Linked DNA regions of Sus scrofa: region 2 is linked to region 1. A link is a contact called in public HiChIP or PLAC-seq data. All regions are on one chromosome and are shown on one strand. The core of a region is the stretch at or near the end of the contact, and the rest is flanking DNA. Distances in the headings are between cores, read along the strand shown.

Region 1 (5,148 bases), core at 1,823-4,322:
TCAACTGCTCTAAAGCACATGAAAATACTAACCATGTACTCCTTAGCTAACACAATACGCCATTCTCCTTTCACTTCCTGAAATCTCCTTCATAATCCTCTTTCCTTTTCCCGCCTCTTGATGTCAAAATTTCCTAAGGCTTGTCCTTAGGAGTCCAACCTCTTCGTTTAACATCCTCTTTCTGGGTGACTGAATGCAAACCACTGCTTCAACCACTACCTACTGAAGCTTCCCAAAGCCTGAGAATGTATGTAGAACTCTAAATGCGATGCTTACCTACGTTTCAGCTACTCAGTAAAAGGCCGCCTAGCCCAGAATTCCACAGAGATATAGCCGTCCATTCCATATCCACAGGGGATTGGTTCCAGAACAGCCCCGGATATCAAAATCTGCATATGCTCAAGTCCCTCACATAAAATCGTGTAACACAACGAACACAGTCGGCCCTCTGTATCCAAGGCTGCAATACCCAAAGGTTGCAGGGACAACTGTGCCCCATACCCAACCGCAGAGTGACTCTCCACTCACCTGACAGGTGCCTCAAAGCAAACAGAAGCAGACCAGACCAGGCTCTTTCCCGTACATCTAGTACCTGCCCTGTAAGCTCTGTACCCTCAACAGCACCCTGCCTGCAGTTTCCAAACCAGAAACCTGTGAATTACGCTGCACTCTCCTCCCTCAGCCCCCATCTCTGACTTCCAGAGTCTCCCACCTTCGTCACGTCTGTATTTTACTCTTAAGTGAGACTGCCACTGCCGTAGTTGAATACACTTCATTATTTGGATTACAGAGAAAACCTAAATGCCTTTTGCTGGATCCACCACCAATTCCTTCTCCAAAATGCTGCCAAAGGCCAAAGCAAAAACTGGACTTTGAAAGCATAAATGACTCCTCGACATTTGGGGGATAAAATTTAAATGTTTGAGGAGTTCCCTGGTAGCCTGGCGGTGAAGAACTTGGCATTAACACTGCTGTGGCTCTAATTAAAATGTTTGAGCTCACCACGACCTGGCTTAAGCATCATCTATGACCCTCCGTGACCTGGCTTCAGCATAATCTCTTGCCATTCCCCCTTACCCGCTCTTCCTAAAATGCTTCCTAGTGTTTGGCATTGCCTGCCTTTATGGAAGCCCTTCCACCTGCCTTGAACACCCACCCTTCATATCTGCCTGTCTTTTAACCCTGGATGCATAAGAGACTCACCAAAGGAACTTGGGGAGGGGAAAAAAAAAAGGAGACGGTGAGATACTACTGATAAAATTCAGATTCATTTTAAAATAACTCCACCAGTGATTTTGACAACAAAGCCAGATTTAAGAACTTCCTATGTGCAACCCACAAACACCTTCAGGCCTGAGGGCTTGTCCGACTCAGCCCCTCCCTTCCACCCAGTCTTTGAGAAGCTTCTTCTCCAGCCCCTCAGGACTCTGTACAATTCTATTACTGCATTTACCACGTGGGCTGAGCTGTTTACTTTTCTGTCTCCCACCTACCTGCTAAGTTCTCTGCAATTCTGAGTCTACTAGGGAGCAAGGATCAGTTTTGTGTATGTATGAAGTGACTGAAAAAACATCTTAAATGTTTATTTAAAAATTAATTACCTGGAGTTCCCGTCCTGGCTCAGTGGTTAAGGAATCCGACTAGGAACCATGAGGTTTCGGGTTCGGGTTCAATCTCTGCCCTTGCTCAGTGGGTTAAGGATCCGGCGTTGCCATGAGCTGTGGTGTAGGTCGCAGATGCAGCTCGGACCCCGCGTTGCTGTGGCTCTAGTGTAGGCCGGTGGCTACAGCTCTGATTCGACCCCTAGCCTGGGAACCTCCATATGCTGTGGGAGCGGCCCAAGAATTTGCAAAAAGACAAAATAATAATAATAATAATTACCTGCGGTAATAGCCTACAGAGAAGTTGTCCTTGTAGTCAGATCCCTGGGCTTATCTGACACTGGGTGAAGATTTACATTCATATATACCCAGACTCTGGCCCCAAATGGACATTTCTGAAAAAGCAAAACAAAAGAAATCGGAGGAAGTGGTTTTTATACTCTCTCTCTTATCTGAGTTTCACATCAACTCTTGACAAGTAAGAACCCAATACATTCATTTGATGAAAAGGCTCAAGCTTAGAGAACTTAAGACAACTCGCCTACAGGTCTACAAGTAATGAAGGAATGGTGCAACTGCCATTCGGATGCCACCGGGAGGAGGAGTTCCACGGGAGACCTCGTCCCCACTTCGGGGACAGAGGGGCACTTTGCCGAAGACTCCCATGAGCACATGCAGATACATTCAGCCCCAGGACGGCAACTAACTCATCTGCACCGCTGCAAACGGCAGACCCCGGCGTTCTCCGCCCTTCGAGCCTCGTGCCCGCTTCCTTTCGGGCCACATCGTCGCTCCCGGAAGGTGGGGAGGGCGGCAAAGTCCCTCCGGCTGGCTGTCAGCGCTCCCCCGCCTTCAGGTGGGGCAGGGAGGGCTCAGGTGGCCCCTCGGGAGAGGCCAGCCCTCCAGAGGCACGCGCTTCGGAGCAGAGGGAGGAGGGGGCGTCGAGCCGAGACGTACTTACTACACCGAGACCCCCACCCACTCCCGCGGAAACGGCGCAGCGCCCAGACCGCAGAGAGCTCACACGGGACCGCCGCGTAGACCACGCGGAGGACGCGGACGGGGAAGCCGGCGCCCGGGCCCGGGGTGTAGGAGGCAGCGGAGGGCCCCCCACCCCAGAGGGCTGGACGCCGCGCAGCTGCTCCCGCCGGCGGCGCCGCGCCTCTCGTCAGGGAGGCAGACCAGCCCGCGCCGCCCCTCCCCCGCCCGCACGGGCCTCGCGCGCCGCGACGGTTACTCCACGCGGCCCCGCGCGCGCGCGCGCACGCCCGCTGGGCCTGCGGCCTCGAGCCCGCCGCTCGCCTCACCCCGCTCGGCTTCGCGCCCGCCGCCAACCCACCGCCATGCCTCGGCTCAGCAGTCTGCGGAGGGCGGAAGTGCGGGCGCGCACTCCATCCCCACCGCCCAACCCACGGGCGCCGCGAGCGCAGGCCCCGCCCCCTGCGCGGCGCCGGCCGTCTCCAGGCCCCGCCCCAGCGGCCGCTCTCTTGTTTTGATGCCCCAAGGGGCGGGGCGTGGGAAGAGAGGCTCCCGGGCTCCGCCTGGAGGCCGGGAGGCCGGAAAGCCAGGCGCTTGCGTCACTTCCAGACTACCGGGCCAGCCAATCAGGAGCGTCCGTGAGGGGAGGGGGGGAGTTTGCAGCTGAGCCGGGAGCCCTGCCTGCACCGCCCCGGATCTCTCCAAGCATCAGCGGCGCCTCGACGCCCCTACCTTTGGACGCCTTACCCTCCTGCCTTTTCCCGTTCCGTCCTTTTTCTTCTGTTTTCGACGCCTCGGGTGCTTCAGCAGGGGGCGTAAGGGATAGGGAGGGGATTTTTTTTTTCCTCTTTAGATTTCCTTTAAAGACCTAAAATATAATATGTAATCAACAAGTAATTTGGGGAAAATATGTGTGTATACACACACACACTATATATATAGTATTATGGAAAAGGGATACATTACGTTAGACAACTATAAATGTAATAAAGTGCCTTAGGTAATAAAAAAATACTTTTGGAGACAGAAAGGTAAAAAGAATTTATAAAGGGATACGTTTTAAAAAAGAAAGAAAAACCGGAGTTCCCGTCATGGCACAGCAGAAACGAATCCGACTAGGAACCATGAAGTTAAGGGTTCCATCCCTGGCCTCGCTCAGTAGGTTAAGGATCTAGTGTTGCCGTGAGCTGTGGTGTAGGTCGCAGGCAAGGCTCGGATCCCGAGTTGCTGTGGCCTAGGCTGGCGGCTACAGCTCTGATTCTACCCCTAGCCTGGTAACCTCCGTATGCCCCAGTGCCCCCTAAAAGGATTAAAAAAAAAAAATTAAGAAGAGATTAACTATCCGCTGGAGAAGAAACAATACAGAATGTGATAGTAAACCCCCCTCGAAAGCCTATCCATTTTTTTTTTTTTAAACGCATAATACAGACTTTAACGGTGGGGCATCACCACTAGCCTCCTATTTTATTAATAGAGGAGAGGAAAAACAAAATAATTACTGGTTCCGATCAAGGCTCTAAAGGAAAGAAGAGGCTGAGATGGGCCCGATGCGGACAGGCCTGGCAGCGACGACCGCGCCGAGGAGAACCCTAACCGAAGAATGAGAGGGCTCGCCGGGGAGAACGGGGAAGGCACCTGCCGAGGGAACGTTCCAGAAAGGGGGTGGGGCCGGTCGGGAAGCCCGGACAGCCGTTAGGGGACTTGACCAACCCCAGGGGCTGAAGTCCGAGCGCGAGGTCAAGACCGTTATTTTCCTCGCTTCTAGATTTTTCTCTGCCCGGTGAAATGTTGAAGCCACATTCACATCCCGCGTTGCAAAGAGTTACAAAACCGAAGCTATATTGCGTTTTAAGTTGTGTATATATCCGTTCAAAAATAATATGCTTTTGAAAAACAGGGATCTGGATGGCCATTGAAAAAAAGCTTTTTTTTTTTTTTAGAAAGAGAAACAAGTGAAGAACATCTTTTAAATTTTACCATTTATCTTTATACCAATACAGTCAAAAACACAATTTTTGATGTTTTTAAGAACGTGCCCATGAAGGCAGAAAGTGCCTAGCACCCACTGAAGTCATAATTCCATCCTGCCTCTGAGCCCGCTGTGAACTTTCCCTTATAATTTTATCACATACAACTTGGAATGGATTTACAATGAGATCCTGCTGAGTAGCATTGAGAACTATGTCTAGATACTTATATTGCAAGAGAACAAAGGGTGGGGGAAAAAATGTATACATGTAAGTGTAACTTGGTCCCCATGCTGCACAGCGGAAAAAATAAATTTAAAAGAAAGTAAAAAAAAAATAATTTTATCACATTTGTCTTTAACCTGTACATGTATTGTTTTTTGTGTTTAAATTTTAGGAAATTAGATGGCGTTTTTCTGCAATTCGCTTTTTACACTCAGAGAGTCATTGATCTTAGGTACTTTGTAGAGCCCAAACTTTACACAACTTGAGGCCTGGTCTTGATATTTAGTTGAAATAAATATCACACATTTCTAAACAGACAAAACTGGGAATCCTGTTGTGGCTAAGCAGGTTAAGCCTCAGACTAGTAAACCTGAAGA
Region 2 (5,148 bases), core at 1,511-4,010, 42 kb after region 1:
ACCTGAGCTCTAAGTACAATACATACCGGATTTCAAAGCCTTTGAACAGAGACAGAGAAACATCTCACGCATAATTTTTGATACTGCTTTCATGTTTCAATAATAATTTGGACACTGTTAAGTAGATGCATTCCTAATTCCTTTTCCTTCCTTTTTTTTTTTTTTTTTTGAATTTTTACAGCAGCTTTATTCACAGCGGCCGAAACTTGTAAGCAACCAAGATGCCCTTTAGTAAGTGAATCAGCTCTGGTACATCCTAACAGTGGAATATTACGAAGCACTAAAAAGAATTGAGTTGTTTTGCTTTGTTTTTCTTTTCTTTTTTCTTTTTCCTTTTTTAATGAACTTTCCATGTTTTTTAATGTGGCTAATAGCAAATTTTAAATGACACAGGTGGCATGCATTCCACTTTTTGGGACAGCACTGCTTCCGATGGCTCAGGTGCCCACTATTCCTGACACACTGAGTTCCAGTCTCAATGCTCAGGAGTCACAAAATTCCATTCTTCCCTCTTACAGTAGATTATCTCGCCTGTGACCACACACTCTCACACACACGTTAGACCGGAAATATGTTCCCCTCCAAATCTGACGGTTTTGCCTGCCTTTGCCCCCTTCTCTCTCCCTTTTGCCACCGCAAGGGAGGTGCTTCTTCTCTGTCAAAGGCCCTTTCCTCCATGTGCGTGCTGGATCCCAGCCTCCTCCTTCTCAGAGAGACGGTGATCCATGGGTAACCCAACTCTCTCCTGTATCTTCTGCCTCTCCCTTCTGCACTGGCTCCCTTCTAGCAGCATGCCAACATTTCTTTCTTTCTTTCTTTCTTTCGCCACACTCACAGCAGATGGAAGTTCCCAGGCCAGGGACATAGGCCACAGTTGCGGCAGTGCCGGATCCTTTAACACACTGTGCCAGGCTGGGGATGGAACCCATGACTTTGCAATGACCTGAGTGGCTGCAGTCGGATTCCTAACCTACTAGGCCACAGTGGGAACGCCTCCAACAATCTCTAGACTCTTCTAACTTCAAGATGCTACCACCCTCTAACCCTAAAGTCCCATCTAGCTATTCTCTTTCCTCCCTTCACAACAAAATTTCTTAAGAGAGACATTCCTCTCTCCATGTCTTTGCCTTCCAACCACTTCTTCTCTTTTTCTTTTTAGGGCCACACTCCTGGCATATGGAAATTCCCAGTCCAGGAGTCAAATGAGAGCTGTAGCTGCCGGCCAACACCAGAGCCACAGCAACCCGGGATCGGAGCTGTGTCTGCGACCTACCGACCTATACCACAGCTCATGGCAATGCCTGAGTGAAGCAAGGGATCGAACCCACGTCCTCAAGCATCTAGTTGGGTTCCTTACCCCTGAGCCACAATGAGAACTCCCCAACCACTTCTTAACCCACTTCTTTGCAGATTTCATCCCTGTTACTCCTCCAAGACTGCTCTGGTAAAAAATGCCTATGACCTGGAGTTCCTCTTGTGGCGCAGTGGTTAACGAATCCAACTAGGAACCATGAGGTTGCGGGTTCGATCCCTGCCCTTGCTCAGTGGGTTAAGGATCTGGCACTGCCATGAGCTGTGGTGTAGGTTGCAGACGTGGCTCGGATCCCTCGTTGCTGTGGCCCTGGCATAGGCCAGTGGCTGCAGCTCCGATTCGACCCCTAGCCTGGAAACCTCCATATGCCGCGGGAGCGGCCCAAGAAATGCCAAAAAAAGATTAAAAAAAAAAAAAAAAAAGCCTATGACCTTCAAGAGATTAAATTCAAGAGACACTTTCCTGGCTCATCTTCCAGGATCTCCTAATAACAATGAACAGAGCAGACAATTCCTTCAAATATTCTTTTACTTTCCATCAGTTTCTTTCCTTTTTGTAAATACCCCCGTAGCTTCTCCTTCTGATTTCTTGAAATGAGCTCAATCTTTTAAATATACCATCACTCCCCACTAAAAACTTCTTAGTTTCCCTCTTATTTTTAAGATAAAATCCCAAATCCTTACAGACCTACCACGCTCTTCATGAGCTAGTCTGGTCCATGTCCACCTCTCCACTTCTCATGTCTCTGGGTTGCAGACATCCTGCCTTCCTTCTGTTCTCAGAATACAGCACGGCCCTCCTTTTCGTTCTCAGGGACTTTGCAACAGCATCTCATCCTCCCAAGAATGCTTTCCCTCCACGTTACCTTTCTGAGCTATAACTGGTTTAAGTTTGGCCATCACGTCCTCTAATCCCTTAACTGAGTCCCGCCTCCCGGTTCGGCAGCGTTTCTCAATACTCTGGCTGCTTTCCGACTGCACTTCGCTCGGTTGTGACCTAACCCGCCTCCTAACGACTGGGATCTTCCTCTCCATCTGGCTCCCAAATGGTTACCTCCCCACTTATTCTGAACACACCACTTCCCGCCTGAAGGGACGTGCCCAAGCCTGGTCCCGGATTCCGTCCCCGCTTTGCGGTGCCAGCGAGACCTTGCTCCGCTCCGGGGTGGGCGTTCCGGAGCTGAGAGGGAGGAACCAACGAGCGGCCGACTCTCGACCCCGGCCTTGGTTCCCGTGTGGAAGGGCCTGGAGCGGCTGCGACCCCATCCCTGGGGCCCTGGGCCAAAGGCGGGTCCCCCGCGCGATGACAGCAGCCACACGCCGCTCGCTTTACAGACGAGCCCGGGGGAAAAAAAAACCCGGAACAAGTAAAAATCGCTTTCACCTACCGTCCGAACGCGTCCTCGCCTGCCTTCCAATCCGGAAGTGCCGGGGTTGTAGAAGCGGAAGTAGTTGTGCGTCACTTCCGGGCCCCGCCCCCGTCCGGCATCGCGCTGTCGCAGCAGCACGTAGGCCCCCAGGCTGTGACTCCCGCGCTGCTTTCTCCCGGTTTTGTTTCTGGGGTCTTGCGGGGTGGAATAGAGCAAGACCTAAAAATAAGAGAGTGGGACAGAGCCCCTCCATTGACTTGCTACATCATGCTTGCATTCCGTTTATTCAACAGGTTGTTTTTTGTTTTGTTTGTTTTTTGGCTGAGTTCCGTTCATAGTCGAGGGGTGAACGGGGTGGTTAACCCGAGGAAGACGAAGAACAAACACATAAAAAGAATTTAACATTATCATACAAGGAAAATGGAACAGGGTAATGTGATGGAGAAAGACGCGACAGTGAGTGCTAAGCTGGATAGTAGGGAAGGCTCTTGGACAAGTGACATGTGAGTTTTTCCAAATGAAGAGGGTGGGAAAAAATCTACAGGGAAGAGTGTTCCAGGCTGGGAGCAAATAGAGAGGACCTGAACTTGGTTGTTGGAGGAACGGAAAGAAGGCCAGGGTGGCCGAGCACAGTGAATGAGGGGCAGGGCAGTAGGTGAGGTCAGCCGGTGCAAGGTTAAATGGGTAGAGCTAAAGAAGCCTTGAAGATCTATCCTGAGTCTCCCATTTCCACTGAGTCCTGAAGAAACTGAGCTTATGACTGAAAGTAAAGCTGTAAGCAGGCCGTTAAGTCCAGTCCAGTCCATGCCACTCAAACTTTTAGCATTATTGCATAGTAAACATAATCACACCAACAAGAGTTCTCATTTAATCCAATAACAACCCCATGTTTCAGGAATCTTTATTAGGTAGTGTCAGCCTTGCCTTGTGTGTAAGAAAACTAGGGCTTCATGTAACTTGTCCCAGGGGACTTGTGCGGCTCCAGCTAGGATTCAAACTTGGGATCTACTCCAGTATCCTGCTCCTTGCTCTATACCATCTGGCTCCCTCTGTGTGAGCTGCCAAGCATCTTTAATTAAAAAGTGCACAGGAGTTCCCGTCGTGGCGCAGTGGTTAACGAATCCGACTAGGAACCATGAGGTTGCGGGTTCGGTCCCTGCCCTTGCTCAGTGGGTTAACGATCCGGCGTTGCCGTGAGCTGTGGTGTAGGTTGCAGACGCGGCTCGGATCCCGCGTTGCTGTGGCTCTGGTGTAGGCCGGTGGCTGCAGCTCCGATTCGACCCCTAGCCTGGGAACCTCCATATGCCGCAGGAGCGGCCCAAGAAATAGCAACAACAACAACAACAAAAGACAAAAAGACAAAAAAAAAAAAAAAAAGTGCACAACCTGTATTTCTGTGGAAGTCTGGAATTGAAGCAGCTAGATAAGCCATAAGCATACATAAGACACACACACACACACACACACACACACACACACACACACACACACACACACACACACGTCACCACCCAAGGGCTGCTCTTGGATGAGCAGATGCAAGTCTGCCTGGTTTCCTTGGGAAATTTAGTGCTGGTGTTGTCCACTGTTGGTATGTAAGGCTTTGAAGTGCTAGTTTGTTGTCTGTGCAGATTGCTCTGTGGTGAACCCCTTCCCCAGGGCCTTATGGATATTTGTACATTTTTTTATTCAAAGTTTTATTTATTTGATTTTATTGCTTTTTAGGGCCACACCCACAGCATATGGAGGTTCCCAGACTAGGGACTAAATCGGACCTGTAGCTGCCAGCCAACACCACAGCCACAGCAACGTGGGATTCGAGCTGCGTCTCCAACCTACACCACAGCTCAAGGCAATGCCAGATCCTTAACCCACTGAGCAGGGCCAGGGTTCAAACCTTCGTCTTCATGGATGCTAGTCAGATTTGTTAACTGCTGAGCCACGACGGGAACTCCCTATTTAAAAAATTTTAATTGACGGAGTTCCCGTCGTGGCGCAGTGGTTAACAAATCCGACTAGGAACCATGAGGTTGCAGGTTCGGTCCCTGGCCTTGCTCAGTGGGTTAACGATCCGGTGTTGCCATGAACTGTGGTGTAGGTTGCAGACGTGGCTCGGATCCCGCGTTGCTGTGGCTGTGGCATAGGCTAGTGGCTACAGCTCCAATTAGACCCCTAGCCTGGGAATCTCTATATGCCGCGGGAGTGGCCCAAGAAATAGCAAAAAAACAAAAATAAATAAATAAATAAATAAATAATTTTAACTGAGGAGTTCCCACTGTGGCACAGCAGAAATGAATCCAACTGGGAACCATAAGGTTGTGGGTTTGATCCCTGGCATTGCTCAGTGGATTAAGGATCCTGTGTTACTATGGCTGTGGCGTAGGCCAGCAGCTGTAGCTCTGATTCGACCCCTAGCCTGGGAACCTCCATATGCCGCGGGTGTGGTCCTAAAAAGACAAAAACAAAA

Evidence for each region. HiChIP or PLAC-seq counts read pairs in DNA pulled down with a chosen protein or histone mark.
Region 2: an H3K27ac HiChIP or PLAC-seq map of alveolar macrophages shows a contact between it and region 1. The contact joins the promoter of TTF1 here to the promoter of SETX in region 1. A contact is called at or near these places in 4 of 47 Hi-C or Micro-C datasets (differentiating spermatogonia, heart right ventricle, liver and 1 more) and 1 of 2 datasets of contacts at active chromatin or transcription factors (alveolar macrophages).

What each region holds. Positions count from the first base shown.
Region 1 is chr1:272,167,784-272,172,931 of Sscrofa11.1, forward strand. It overlaps SETX (probable helicase senataxin), which reads right to left and starts at 3,073. Exons shown (of 26, transcript XM_021070661.1): 1 at 2,941-3,073; 2 at 1,882-1,996.
Region 2 is chr1:272,209,744-272,214,891 of Sscrofa11.1, forward strand. TTF1 (transcription termination factor 1) reads right to left here and starts at 2,761. Exons shown (of 12, transcript XM_021070753.1): 1 at 2,700-2,761.